3 separate regions of the Mus musculus genome follow, and all the other regions are linked to region 1. Evidence: chromatin contacts called from public promoter capture Hi-C data. All regions are on one chromosome and are shown on one strand. Each heading gives the region's core, a stretch centred on a gene start, on an enhancer-like site or on the middle of the called end of the contact. The rest is flanking DNA. Distances are from core to core; before and after follow the strand shown.

Region 1 (2,708 bases), core at 156-2,655:
TATATTTTTCAGATTCAGGAAGTCTGAGTGATACCTTTGTGTTGTTTACAGATCTTCCAATGTGAGATATTTTGTTTGAGTAGCCTGAATAACTCAAACACCAGATGAGAGCATTACCTCCAACTGCAAAGGAGATCATTATGTCAGCCTCTCCTTCAGAGATCCTGGAGAAAGTGAGTGGGGTCACCTCCTCCCAGACCTTCAAAGCTTTCTCAATGGCAGAATCCACACTCTGTCTTGGCAAATCTGGTGTATAATTCACAATCCTGGATAAGAGAAATCAAAGAAGGTAATCTTTGCTTCTGTGATGCTCCTGACACATTTATAACGCTGTGTGAAAACTCTGGAGCCATTACCTGTAGGTGATGTGGGATTTCCTCCATTTTGGCGAACCTGGGAAGGTACTGAAGCCACCAACATCAGGAACACCACACCTGGGCTTGTGCATCAGCTCCATAGTGTTGGAGTCCAGCTTCCCTGTCATCTCCAACCCGAGGAACTTCTGCATTTCTTGAATTTTTTTGACAACAGGACTACTGTCCTTTCTTTTGAAAATTTGTTTCTCATTTTTTTTAAAGTTGTAGTATTTTTCTAGGTATTGCTAGTGGAGAAACAAGCATAGTTTTAAAGAGGTTGCTATGAAATGTAAACACATACACAAATCTCAAGATCTATTTTAATCATTCCCAGTTTAGTGAAACACAAGTAGATGTAGTGCTTCATTTGATTTTTTTCCTGCAAAAATCCCTCATTTTATTATTTCATTGCAATTTAATTTGCTACCAAAGCAAGGAAGTCGGCATAAATGTATGAGCACATTAAATGGATGTATCTAAGTTTTCTATTTCCATTATTAACACAAACCTGTCAATGTTGAGTGTTGTTGGATAAATTCATTTTTTTTCACAAATGAAAAATTAGAGTATTCTTTGCTTCTTGAAGTTGTAGGAGATAAATATTATCATGCCCTCCCTCCTAAAGTATCTTAAATAGCATAATTCCAGCACAGGAGTGAGCTCATCCATTCCCAGTCTCCCCACTTCGGCTGCTGTCATTGTTATTTACCCCCAGTAACTGCGATTCCTTCCTTCCCTTTTCACTTTTCGGTGAAGATGGAGTTTCTACCTCTTACACTTGGATATTTTCCAACACAACTTCTAACTAACTCAACTACTGCTGCTGGAAGACCAAAGGGCAAGGCTGTGCCTCCACTTTGGTTGAAGCGGATCCCCACCACTGACTGATTACCTGAGCAAGATCCATGCTTGGGTGGCCTTGTGTCACTGCCCCATGCAGAGGATACGCTGAGCAGATTGGTAGGCTCAGCAGTGCCAGGATGGCTAGTGGCTCCATACAGACAGTCTTTACTTTAAAAACCGATCCTTCTCTAGCACCTGGTTTCCATATCTTCCCTTTAGTGGCCACTCTTTTATAGGGAGTCGGTGTTTAGGTCACTAAGCATGACTCACATGGGTGCTATTTTTAATCCAAATGACTACAAGAACATTCATAAGATGAAGAGAGAATAGCTTACATCAGTGAATCCCTCAACCTAGTAAACTTGAAAGAATGCTTAATCTCAAGGATGTGGCTTCTGTGTTTACAAAGAGGAAAAGGGACTGTCTGGGTAATTAATATTTGCAAAATGTTTAGATATTTTGAAAGCAGTGTAATTTTTAAAAACATGCCTTAGGCTTACATACATTCAGGCAAGGAGTGAATAGTTTAATGGAAAGAGATTGCAAAGTGAATGTAAGGACTGCTGTCTAGGAAGCTATAATGGCAGAAACTCCATTGCTGGAGTCCTTGGGTAAGAGGTATTTCCAGCCCTGGGGTAAGAGTACTCTGAGAAAGCAGTCAATACGGAGGAGGAAATGTACAGAGGTAAGAAGCTTGGGGCCCACCTACTCTCTGTTTCAGAATAATTGCTATAAGCATATACTGGCTCCATAAAGACGTGTCAAATGGAAATCAGTTAATTAACTATTAAATGAAAATATTCTTCCTACCTCTGTCCTCCTCTTCCTAAACCAGGAGGCTTTGAGGCCTTTGAGCCACAGCTTGGATGAGGGATGTGTACACTAGGCCAGCCAAGTCAGCTTGTGGCTTAGTGTAGGCACTACACAGAGAATATGCCAACCTAAAATTCAGAGAGGCAAAGAGGCTGACAGACTGAACCATCAGCTAGACTTGAGCAAGTATGTAATTTTATCCCGTGATTGCTTTCCCTATGGAAAACAAACAAGGTCTTGGTTTTATGTGTACTTCATGCGGGCAGCAAGTGCCTTTTTACTTTATTCCTGGGTTATTAGCTGATAGGGCTTGTTAGCAGGACAGATTGCTAACTGCCTGAGGTGCTGAGTCGACTCATTCTGAGATGCCTCATATTCATTTGAATCATTCCTTTGTTGTTGGTGGCACATCCTGCTGATGGTTCTTGTTGATCAGAGTTATGATTTTGACTGTGGTTGACTAACCATGAAAGGGTGTGCCTTGCAGGAGTGATTTTGGTGGATAAAAGAACTCTACTTTAGGCCACCACACCTGAAGGAGATTAATAACTTGGGGGTAATGGAGTCCTGTTTATTTTTAAGTAAGTTATTATTTATTAAATGTACCGAATATTTATAGAGTAAAACAAGCAGGCTTATGCAGTTCATTAAGGCAAAGTGGAATCCTAGAACAGAGCTCTTTTATGTGAAATTTTT
Region 2 (2,708 bases), core at 127-2,626, 93 kb before region 1:
CAACAATGCATAGCTTAGGGCCCTACACTGTAATGGATACTTTAGAATGTCAACTTATCGATAAATACCCGGGGTACTAGCTTACAAGCTCAGCACTCAAAAGACAGATAGGAAAATTTTAAGTTTAGGGCTAGCCAAGTCTACATGGGGGACTCTGTTTCCAAACAGTAGCAGCAGCAGCAGCAGCAGCAGCAATAACAATGGGGGAAGAAACTCAACCAAGAGAGAGGTAAGGCATATTCTGGCTTTGAGTTCCAGAGGTTGTAGTCCATGGCTGCAGGAGTTCGTGGCTTTTAGACATGCAATAAGGAGAGAGTCTGCAGTTGTAAACCTGTTTATATCATGGCAGCTGGGGAAGAAAATGTGAGGGAGGGGGGAAGAAGAGGATAGAAAATCTGGGGTCCTAATATCCTCTTCAAGGGCATGTTCCCAATGATGTTAAGTTGCTTCTGCTAGAAGCTATCTCTTAAGAATATGCACATATATATGTATATATACATAAGTATATATGCCTATACATATATATGTAGAGAGATAAATAATAAATATAATTATTTATTATATAATTTCTCTATATATACACATACATACATACATACATACATACATACATACATATGGAGAGAGAAGCTTTGTATTGGGCTTACAGATGTATCTAGCTTTGGAGAAAGTCTTAACTGCATGAGAACTTTAGAGGAAATTCAGGATTCAAATAATTCTACTTGGAAACCTATTAGAGATGCAAATTCTGGAATTCATTCAAGACTGACTAAATCAGAAAATTTAGCCATGGGATAGCTGTGCCTGTTTAAAACAAGCTCTCTAGGTAATTTGGACTCTCTCTCTCTCTCTCTCTCTCTCTCTCTCTCTCTCTCTCTCTCTCTCTCACACACACACACACACACACACACACACACGCATGCACGCACTACACTAACAGTCATTTCAGAATGGAGCAGAAGTGAGGGCTATTGAAAAAGAGTCGGGGAGCACACGGGGCTTGGGAACTTGCTAGACACACCTATCAGGCCCTGCCCTCCCAAGATTTTGACCTAATTGTACAACAATTGATCATTTCTTTCTGTTGATTCTCGTTGCATCAGTGATTCATAATCTCAGCTTTAAAACACTTAAATGTGGAGAGAAAGATGCACCCTGTTCACCTTTGTGAGGTGAAAGCCACCAGCAGCTGAACTGTGGATTGAGAAGAGAACCAGGCCACCTTAGGTCAACCCCTGCACAGCCTAGGGTCAACAGGTTTAGCTGTGTTTGCCTCAGCTTACAGGCGTTGGCACACAGGCTAGGTTCTGCTTGTGGGGCATGGACCAGCTGCAGGTCAGGGCGGGAGAGTCTTGGTTCTGCTCATGATCACTAGATGGCAGCACTGGACTTCAGCTTCCACAGGAAACATCCCGAGCCTGCACAGCCAGGCTCTGCTGTCTGGTGCCAACTCCAAGCTTTCGGTTTCATAATCCTTAGAGGCTTGTGCATATCGGCACCAACACAGGGAGCACAGAAGGCACAAGCGAGGCTATGATTTATTTCCTTGTTTCGCTCCAACATGTGATCATCTCATTACATACACTCCTCTGGCCTCCTTGGTCTTGGTCAGTGTTGTGGACTCTCTCTTGCTGGGATAAACACTCTGATCAGAAGCAACTTGGGGAGGGAGGGTTTATTTGGCTTACACTTCCAGGTCATGGTCCACCATGGAGGGAATCAGAGAAAAGCAGGAGATTGAAGCAAAACAATGGAGGAACACTGCTTGCAGGCTACCTCTCTAGCTCACTCAGTCACAAGCTCAGCTAGCTTTCTTATACATGGCCTTCTTAAGGATGGTGCCATCCACAGTGGACTGGGTCCTCCCACATCAATTAAGAATCAAGGCAGTGTCTCACAGACATGCCTGCAAGCCAATTCTCAATGGAGGCTTTCTGCTCAGATGACTCTAAACCTTGTCATGTTGACAACAGAGCTAACTTGGACAGACACTGTACTGACTATATAGAAGCCAAAGACACATCCCATACATTAAGTTGTGTGTGTGTGCTCGTGCACATGCAAAGGAGGCTAAAACAACCTGCAACAGCAACAAAAGTACAAACTGAAGACAGAGATTGTTGTATAGAAAGGAATCGTAGTCAAAAGAAGATGACCCCCCAGTCAACGCATGCAAATATGAGCCCCGTCCTTGCCATTGGTGAACATGCAGCTTAGTTTTCTCCTCTGTCACTGAGTGGATGGAGAACACGTCTGTTTTCTTCCTTTTCTTGAAAGGTTAAAAACTACACAATATTACAGACATGCCAAAAATTAGTGAAATACAATCTACTTGAATATTCCTATAGTTCAGGTCTACTCAAAATCCCGCAGCACACTGCTCTCAGTCAACTTTACCGTGAGTGGAGCGTGAAGCTTCCATAGTGTTGTATTACTTTTTCTGAGATGTGAAGAAATGTTTGTCCACCCTAGACAGAGTCAAAGTTAGACTAAAGCAGTAGCTCTCAACCTTCCTAATGTGGAGACCCTTTAATATAGTTCCTCATGTGGTGACTGCTAACTATAAAATTAGTTTGTTGCTACTTTATAACTGTAATTTTGCCATTGTTATGAATCATAATTCAGATATTTGATATGCTGGGCCCAAATCAGCTGTCGCTCACAGGCTGAGAGCTGGTGGAGTAAAGAAACAACTCCATTCATGTCCA
Region 3 (2,708 bases), core at 87-2,586, 69 kb before region 1:
TGTAGTTCCTTATCCTTAAATAGCCAAGTACACAGGGTATACATTGTTATACTGGGACCCATCTAAGATTTGAGATTTGATAGCTCTAAAACACACACACACACACACACACACACACACACACACACACACACACCCTCAACCACCCCTCTACATGAGCACATGCGTGGATGCACGAATGAACGTGTTCCTCCTCCCCCACACTCACACCCTTCCCTTCTTTCTGCACACCTCACCATGCCTCCAGGGCATTGTAGCAGATGGTGGTGCTGCCTATTCTGAGCTCACAGGGGAGAAGGGAGCCTAGAGATTGGAACCTATCTGCCTGAGCCAACTCTGTAGCACTAGCTACAGGCGATAGCCTTTCGATTTAGTTTCCGTGTGGTTGTCATACTGCCCACAGCATAGGTCTAATGAGGGGATGAGATACATAGAACCCACAAAGTGGCATGCACTTTCGAAAGTGTCAGTTAGATAAGCCATCACTGTGGTTGCTTCTTGGAGATTACTTATTTGGGTTAGTTAACCAAAGTTGGTAGAAACATTACCTGTATGTAAGGCTGTATTTTCTCCACCCAGGGAGTGTGTAGCCATATTGCCCCACATCTGGTACCCCACACCTGGGCACTTTCATGATCGCAAGTGTGTCTGAATCCAGTTTTCCAGTCACTGTCAATCCGAAAAATGCCTGCATTTCCCGAAGTTTTCCATCAAAGAGACTCCTGTTCTTGCTTTGGACAAAATGACTCCCTTCTATTTCAAGAGAGTAGAACTGGTTGAGATATGCCTGTCAGGAAAGATGTAAAGGACACAGACTACAGGAGAGCAAAGGTTTATGAGTGACTAGAATTAGCCAAATCACACACCCATACAACTAAGGGCAGCCACTTGGCTTATATTCTTACTGTTCCTTTCATCTTATGCTCTTGAAATTCTAGGAGACATCAGAGATGATGCTCTATTTTGCAAACTTATGCAATTTAACCTTAGAGTTAGACACATGGAAAGGACCTCATTCTTCTGAGATACTCTGAGACTCTGCAGGAATGTGCTGTCTTGGAAAGTCCCGAGAGAAGCTATAAAAGGCACATTTTATTGCTTGTTGCTTTTAGCATTCATTGAAATCCTACCTGGGCCAGTTGGTTGTTCTCCTCATTTTTGTCCTTCCTGTCTGGAGGAAATGCAGCGGAAAGTGTTATAAAATTAACCATCAGAGACAGAAGGCACTTCATTCCTGTCTCTTCAGTTAAAGCTTGTTTCTGTTTGTATGGCATTTAGAAAGTTGACAGTGAGACGTGGCATGAAGTAATCACTTAATTAATAACAGCAAAGCACATTGCCATGAAGTGTCTCATGACTTCGTTTTCCCCTTAGATAAACTTGAATTTTGCAACCACAGTTGGTGATTGCTTATCTAGCACATTGCTCACTTTTGAGCGCTGACAATAGCAAGGCCCCCAAGTTAGTCTTCTGGTCTCAAAACTGGTAGTTTTACTGGTAGTTTTGGTAGGTTGTTATGAATTTTGAAATAATTTACTTTGGCAGAAAACACTAGCATATCTTGGTAGTGTGATTGGAAGAGACAATGGAGTCGGATATTAGTTTAAGTACTGTGCTATGGTGCCTGGCTTCTATATGAGTTCTGCCTACTGAGCCACTTCCCAGCCTCTGTGTCTTTAATTGTTAGGAGTACTGGCTAGTTAAATATGAGTAATTGTTTGTTATTATTATTTATTTTAGTATTATATTTGAATGTTTTTTGTAATGTCTTTTTTATGGTAATGGTGTTAAACATTCTTTTTAAAAATTTATTTGTTTTTTATATCCTAACCAGTTTCTCATCCCTCCACTCCTCCAGTCCTCCCCCAACTTCTTTTTTCTCCTCCACATGTTAAACATTCTTATAGCAACTGTTTGCTTTTTTCTACCAGAATTGTCTCTGGTTTCTCAGAGTTTCTTGTTGGATGTCTGTTTATCACATTGCCAACTTTCAAATGTTTGTTAACTATGTTGTGCAATCTGCTTGGAACTTCTGGGACAGAAAGTTATCTGAGAAGCTGTTAGTACCCAAGGATGGGTGTGGGGAGTTGGAGACCTTTCTTACAGGAGGCAGGGTGTATTCCAGGCTTCTATGGTATGTGATGAGATTTAATTGAACACAATAGGAAAATGCACAATAGCAGATAGTTAATAAAACTCAAAGTGATATTTTGTTTGTGTAAGAGCAGCCGAGGTTTGGTCTGTGGCGTCTAGAGTGAATCACCTCTCTACATCAGGGGCTGTGTGGTTTCTCAAAAGATGGCTATTGAACCTACATTGCAGGTAGCATAAAACAAGGAAGGAAGAGAAATAAAGTTCTTAATATTCTTTGAGGAACCCCACCTGTCTTAGTCAGGGTTTCTATTCCTGCACAAACATCATGACCAAGAAGCAAGTTGGGGAGGAAAGGATTTATTCAGCTTACTCTTCCACATTGCTGTTCATCACTGAAGGAAGTTAGGACTGGAACTCAAGCAGGTCAGAAAGCAGGAGCTGATGCAGAGGCCATGGAGGGATGTTCTTTACTGGCTTGCTTCCCCTGGCTTGCTCAGCCTCCTCTCTTATAGAACCAAGACTACCAGCCCAGAGATGGTCCCACCCACAAGGGGGACCTTTCCCCTTGATCACTAATTGAGAAAATGCCTTACAGTTGGATCTCATGGAGGCAT

The links. Promoter capture Hi-C pulls out the DNA fragments that hold promoters and counts their contacts.
Region 2: a contact with region 1 is called in a promoter capture Hi-C map of macrophages, with 5 read pairs. The contact joins the enhancer-like site here to the promoter of Mmp10 in region 1. A contact is called at or near these places in 4 of 39 promoter capture datasets (the C10 cell line, macrophages and trophoblast stem cells), 1 of 15 datasets of contacts at CTCF or cohesin (CD8 T cells), 1 of 484 Hi-C or Micro-C datasets (nephron progenitors), 2 of 115 datasets of contacts at active chromatin or transcription factors (fibro-adipogenic progenitors and large pre-B cells) and 1 of 9 other capture datasets (pancreatic islet).
Region 3: a promoter capture Hi-C map of macrophages shows a contact between it and region 1, with 5 read pairs. The contact joins the promoter of Mmp27 here to the promoter of Mmp10 in region 1. A contact is called at or near these places in 3 of 39 promoter capture datasets (the C10 cell line, epiblast stem cells and macrophages), 1 of 15 datasets of contacts at CTCF or cohesin (CD8 T cells), 1 of 484 Hi-C or Micro-C datasets (nephron progenitors) and 3 of 9 other capture datasets (adipose tissue, macrophages and pancreatic islet).

Annotation. Positions count from the first base shown.
Region 1 is chr9:7,501,039-7,503,746 of GRCm38.p6, reverse strand. Mmp10 (matrix metallopeptidase 10) reads right to left here and starts at 1,405. Exons shown (of 10, transcript NM_019471.3): 1 at 1,249-1,405; 2 at 357-601; 3 at 118-266. The coding sequence starts at 1,353.
Region 2 is chr9:7,594,124-7,596,831 of GRCm38.p6, reverse strand. All of the region lies in intron 2 of Gm31751 (a long non-coding RNA gene), which reads left to right. Among named protein-coding and RNA genes, the nearest start is that of Mmp27, 24 kb to the right of the region's middle. Within about 2 kb of position 1,376, at least 123 of the 459 cell types and tissues checked have an H3K27ac peak or open chromatin away from gene starts, as enhancers often do. A contact at or near this core is called in fibro-adipogenic progenitors, macrophages and pancreatic islet, where this site is marked.
Region 3 is chr9:7,570,024-7,572,731 of GRCm38.p6, reverse strand. Mmp27 (matrix metallopeptidase 27) reads right to left here and starts at 1,336. Exons shown (of 10, transcript NM_001310717.1): 1 at 1,131-1,336; 2 at 549-787. The coding sequence starts at 1,274. All of the region lies in intron 2 of Gm31751 (a long non-coding RNA gene), which reads left to right.